Regions from separate parts of the Zea mays genome. Here region 2 is linked to region 1. Evidence: chromatin contacts called from public Hi-C data. All regions are on one chromosome and are shown on one strand. Each heading gives the region's core, a stretch centred on a gene start, on an enhancer-like site or on the middle of the called end of the contact. The rest is flanking DNA. Distances are from core to core; before and after follow the strand shown. Region 1 holds the start of LOC100384786. Region 2 holds the start of LOC100281087 (dehydrin COR410).

Region 1 (2,962 bases), core at 65-2,564:
TGTCGCACAATTATAATCATAATACAAATTGTTAAGGACTAGATAGACTTTTCCTCCTTGGGTGGGTATCGTCCTTCGTCTTCACCATAATGCTGAGCCGAAGCTCCTTTAGTAATAGTTTCGGCTTCTATCCGTGCTATCTTCGGGTTGTATCTTCATGTCGCGCCTGCCTTTGTATTGTCTTGCCGAAGGTGTTTTTTACTTAAGGACCTTCGACGAAAAAGACCCCCAACAGTCCTATAAAGCCTCGTCTAAGTATAGATGACACTCTTTCACCCTCTTCGTATAGAGACTCTTTACTCTTCTTTATCCATTTTTATTCTCTAGACGACGAATTAAGTAAAAACTAAAACGTGTATTAGATATTTGAAGGCTTGACAAATACATACATACAAAACTCTAGACTAAAATATGTCTCTAATAGATATTATTATCAAGGAGAATTAAGATATCCGTAAAATACAAATAGAAAAAAGGGATATAAGGACTCTCTAAGGCTACCCCAACAACTCGGACAACGCCCATAGATGCGCATTTTACATGATTGTTTCGTACTGTTCACACTTCCAGCGGATCATGGATCCAGTTGCGCAAAATGAGTGGTCGGACGTGACCAAACACAAATCTACGAGTGTATCTCTCCTCCACAGTCATGATACGTATTTGAATGCACATATTGCTGGAAGCTTTAAACTTTTGCGCAATCACTTGCAGGCATAGAGTCAGCATTCGCCTAGGATAGTTGAGGATAGACTAACCGTTCGCCCATACATTATCTCTACTCATATATCTATGTATATATGATGTATTGGATCAAACTCTGGTGTTACTCTCATGAATGCTAATACCACCAACATTATCTGTTGGTAACCTATGGTATCAGTGACGCAACCCGTCTTATGGCACCGCCATTTTCACTTCCACCTCTCACTCTGTTGCTTATTCTGGCCATACATAGAAGAATCTATAGCCAAACCACTTACGATCTCCAACAGCCCGCATATTCTAATACTTATCTCACTTCCTATTTCAAATTTTATTTTGTATCGCCGAAGATGGCCACCACAACATCGGGAGCCAAATTGAACAAAGATGAAAATGTGGAGTAAAAAATGAAAAATATGGCACATCGGTTTTCAACACGCAAGATCAATTTGAATGGTAATTAACCCAGCTGGCTTTGGTAACACGAGCATTTCCAAATCTCAAATTGGGCAGGGCATGACCGCTGCTTGGTCGACCACTACCTGGCGGAGTGGCGCGGCGGTGATCAACATCCCAGGCCGTCCTGCAGCTGCATTGAGCCATTGACAGGCTCACATCTCAGAGTCACAGGTGCAAACCTCGCGCGCGCTACCGTCTCAAAAAAAAAAACACACACACACACACCCGTCGCGTGCCCACTCCCTTCAAACCTTCATCAAACACCCGTTGCGCTTGCGCCAGCGGGCAGCCCCTCTCCCGCAGCCGCAGTCCCAGTCCCACGCGCATTCCGCCCCGCGGCTCCCGAGAGAGAGAGATGGCCAGGCACGCCAAGACGGACTCCGACGTGACGAGCCTGGCGGCGTCCACGCCGCCGCGGTCCCCGCGCGGCCGCCCGGCCTACTACGTGCTCAGCCCCGCCGCCTCCCACCCGGACGTCCACCTGGGCGCCTCCGGCGGCGTGGCGGGGACCACCCCGGCGGAGTCGCCGCTCCACTACCACTTCCACCACCACCGCCACCACTCGAGCGGCGGCGCCGGTGTCGGCGTGGGCGGCATGCACCACTCCCGGGAGTCCTCGACGGGGCGGCTCCTCTTCTCCGACCAGCTCCGCTCCGGCGGCGACGTCGCCGCGGTGGTGAGCGTCCCCTGGCGCCGGCTCGGGAACGGCAGCGGCGCGGGCAGCGTCGGGGACGAGGACGACGACGGCGCGTCCCTGCGCGGCGGGTCGTTCGCGGAGTCGCCGTGGCGGTGCTACGCGCTCGGCGCGGTCGCGTTCGTCGCCGTGTTCGCCTTCTTCCTGATCGTGCTGTGGGGCGCCAGCAGGTCGTACAAGCCCCACGTCGTCGTCAAGGTCCGCCCCTCGTCACCCCCCCTCGATCTTATGGCACTTGAGCCTAGTCTCCTGTAGCCAGCCCATGTTGCCTCGTTTGTTCTGTGTTCACTGGGAAAACCATAAAACTGTCTGGCGGGTAGGTACAAGCACAACGCATCGTCTTCAAGTTCTCGGGTTTGGCTTCATTTTCGAAACGAGCTCCAAATTTAGACTGATCCTTTTTTTCCTATGGCTGTATAGCAGCAGCGGTACTGTTCAGTTCTTCAATCCAGGGTTGCAGTGTAATCTGCAATATACCTTTTTACACATGAGAAATCTGTACTTCCATTTAGTCGATTCCATTCAAGAAAGGGGAAATATGTATAGCTTTTCAGATTTCCAAGAACGCATTTGGGCTACCGAAACGTTTTGGAACTTGGGAAGCGCGTCCGGCCAAGAAAACAGATGGCCGCCGCGAAACCCGCACACATTATTTGTTGCAATTTATGGGCGGCGGCGCGCACAGAGCGCGGCCGATGTGCTTGCTCACCACGTCCGTTTCTGTGTGTTTTTGTTTTGCTGCACTGCTGATGACGATGGCTCCACTCGCTGCCACTGCAGAGCGTGGTGTTCGAGTCGTACCACATCCAGGGCGGCACGGACCGGACGGGCGTCCCTACGAAGATGATGTCGGTCAACGCGACGGTGCGGCTGCGCTTCCGCAACCGCGGCACCTTCTTCAGCCTGCACGTCACGGCCACGCCGTTCCTCCTCTTCTACGGCGACCTCACCGTCGCCACCGGAGAGGTACGTACCAAGTACCATACCTGCAGTCTTGCGCTCTCTCTTGAATGAAAAAAAAAATCGATTGAGTCGCCCTGTGATTATTGCAAACGAATCTCATCTGTAGTTGAAGGGGACGTGGACGGCCGCTCTGATTAGGCA
Region 2 (2,943 bases), core at 365-2,864, 310 kb before region 1:
AGAGGAGATGAAATAGAGGGAAGAAGGAGGTATTTAAATATGTATAGAAAGTATAAATAGAGGATTTGAGAGGGGAAATAGATTGAAGTTAGCCTTTGTTTGCAGTAGGGCCAAATCCACTTATCAGCCCATCCCCATCCCCAGACTCAGCCCCAGCCCGGCTTTGGGCTTTGGCTAGGTAGTGCCGCCCCGCGACGAGATCCTCTGCCAGTAACTTCGTAGGACGTAGCACCCGATGACCCGAAGTCGCTGCGCGTGGGGGCGAGCGTGGGCCCGCGAGCAGTGACCCCGCCGCGGTTCTACTTCCCCAGACCCCAGACATACTGCAGAGGACTTGTTTTCTCATGACGGATCAGTGCCCGGACCCACATGTCAACGTCGAAGCTTCTAGACCTCTCCTGTCGTCCGAGTCATGCAACCCCCGTGCATCGCAATCACTCTCGTGCCCGCGTCGCGTCGCCCATCGGCAACTTGCAAAATCTGGCAACGCAAGGTGTACACTGTACGCACAGTACATCTTCTGATAGAGAGCCAAAGAGGTGAGAACATCCGGGTATGAATGACGCCCGGGTACCCCAATTGAAGTCTGACGAATCCAAAGCGAACACAAACGCTTACCTTTTTTTATATAAACCAAAGTACTTAATGAAATTATTTTGCACAATCTCATATTGGATCACCGACCGTATGCGTTGACTTTATTTGAGATATTGTTTGGTTACTTGTATGTAGGAGTCATAGTCTGTATAAGTGGATACAAAATAAACTATTTTGATGCCATTAATCTATATCCAGCTATACGTTTAAAATTATCGTATTTAACTGAATAGAACGGTGTCAGTCTGCGCATATACGGGGAGCCATCCAATCAAGCTGTAGTTTATTGGAAACTGATGGTCGGCGCGGGCGGCAGAGCTGCAGGTGGATGGGGGGAGTGGAGCAGAGCAGCAGATAACTTTTACAAATATATATTTATAAATAATATTTCTTATATTATTTATAAATGATTCATCTCTAACCGTCTGTGAATGGTTCATATATATGCGTTATTTTTCACTTTAACTCTGCCTTCGTTTACGTCCTAGGCAAAACAGAAACCACGCCGGCCGACCCGGCCTGCCCACATGGCGCCGACCTCTCCCGACGCCGTCCACCTAGGGGTGGTAATGGATTGTGATCCAAATAGTTCTTCACAAAATGTCAAGGCCCTAAATAAATTATAGTTTAAAAATGACTAGAAATAAAGCCCGATCCTAACCCGCTTCGATCCTTAAATCTTATAGTGCAAAAATTATAGCCCATTGTCAGCCCTACGTCCACCCCAGTGATACCGCACCTCGACTCCTCGAGGCATCGCCACATGCCCACGTCCGATCCGGGCCGCCCCACGCGCGGGGTGCGACACGCGTCGTGGCGCGACTGGCCACCAGGACATGTCCTCGTCGGCCAACCGACAGTCCGTTTCCCGCCCGCGGCTGATCTGTCCCCTCCTCGCGTCGCGTAGCCTACGCGTACACGAAAACGAACGTGACACCTTTCGGTGGCCTAGCTTGCTGATGCTCTATATAAGGACGCCTCCGGGCTCGATACCTCTCCATCCCTAATTAAGCCAAAAGGCACTGAAGAAGCCAGTCAATAGCGAGTTCTACTACTAGTAGCTAGCCTGCTGATCTGTTCTGTTGTTTAGTTCGCAAAGCCTTCTGTTTCGGCGACCATGGAGGATGAGAGGAACACCCAGCAGCACCAGGGCGGTGAGGCCCAGCAGGACGCCGCCGATCAGGTGGACGTGAAGGATAGGGGGCTCCTGGACAGCCTTCTCGGCAGGAAGAAGCACGACGACGACCAGGAGAAGAAGAAGCAGACGGATGAGCTGGCGACCGGCATGGAGAAGGTCACGGTGTCCGAGCCCGAGAAGCACGGGCACAAGGAGGAGGAGCACGAGGTCGTCGGCGAGAAGAAGGAGGGCCTTCTCGCCAAGCTGCACCGCACCAGTTCCAGCTCCAGCTCGGTACGTTCATATATAAACATGGTCTGCTGATATTCGGATCAGTAAAACGGCTTGTTATACGCAGTACGTCTATATATTTGACACGATCGAGAGTCACGATTATCTGACCACGATCGTGCGCGCATGCAGTCGAGCGACGAGGAAGAGGAGGCGATCGATGAGAACGGCGAGATTATCAAGAGGAAGAAGAAGAAGATGGGCCTCAAGGAGAAGCTCAAGGAGAAGCTGCCGGGCCACAAGGACGGCCACCACACGGCCGCACCGTCCCCGGCGCCCGCGCCCGTGGAGACGCATGCCCACCACCAGGAGGAAGCGCACAGGCCGCACGTCGTCCCGACCCCGGCCCCGCCGCCTCCACCGCACGTCCACCAGCACGACCACGGCGTCGTCGTCCAGGACGACGTGAAGACCGGGACCCCGCCGCATGCACCGGAGGAGGAGAAGAAAGGCCTGCTGGACAAGATCAAGGAGAAGCTCCCCGGTGGCCACAACAAGAAGCCTGAAGCCGCTGCCGCTGCCGCACCGGCTCCGCCCGTCCACGCGCCGGCGCCGGCGCCGCAGGCGGAGAACGTGAGCAGCCCGGATGGCAAGGAGAAGAAGGGCTTGCTGGGCAAGATCATGGACAAGATACCCGGCTACCACAAGAGCTCAGCTGAGGAAGCAGACCACAAGGCGGACGCCGCCGGCGAGCACAGGACCAGCTCCTAAGGTCGCAGTCGCAGCGCGTGTCCTGGCCGTGGCCGGGCCTTGGGCGATCAGAAGGTAGCTAGCGTTGGCATGTGGGTTCGGTTCTGGTTTGCTTTTACCAAAAGTTTGTTTCAAGGTGGATCGCCTGGTCAAGGTCCGTGTGCTTTTTAAGGTGGATCGCGTGACTGGCAGTGAGTGTTGCTGCTTGTGTAGGACGTGGTACGTACGGGTTTTATTTTGGTTCCAAG

What was found. A called contact is a pair of places that touch in the nucleus more often than the background predicts.
Region 2: a Hi-C map of endosperm shows a contact between it and region 1, with 2.4 times the contacts expected there. The contact joins the promoter of LOC100281087 here to the promoter of LOC100384786 in region 1. A contact is called at or near these places in 2 of 25 Hi-C or Micro-C datasets (endosperm and tassel).

Annotation. Positions count from the first base shown.
Region 1 is chr5:197,921,261-197,924,222 of Zm-B73-REFERENCE-NAM-5.0, reverse strand. It overlaps LOC100384786, which reads left to right and starts at 1,314. Exons shown (of 3, transcript NM_001177236.1): 1 at 1,314-2,056; 2 at 2,639-2,824. The coding sequence starts at 1,520.
Region 2 is chr5:198,233,107-198,236,049 of Zm-B73-REFERENCE-NAM-5.0, reverse strand. It overlaps LOC100281087 (dehydrin COR410), which reads left to right and starts at 1,614. Exons shown (of 2, transcript NM_001370707.1): 1 at 1,614-2,008; 2 at 2,138-2,943. The coding sequence starts at 1,715. The coding sequence ends at 2,716.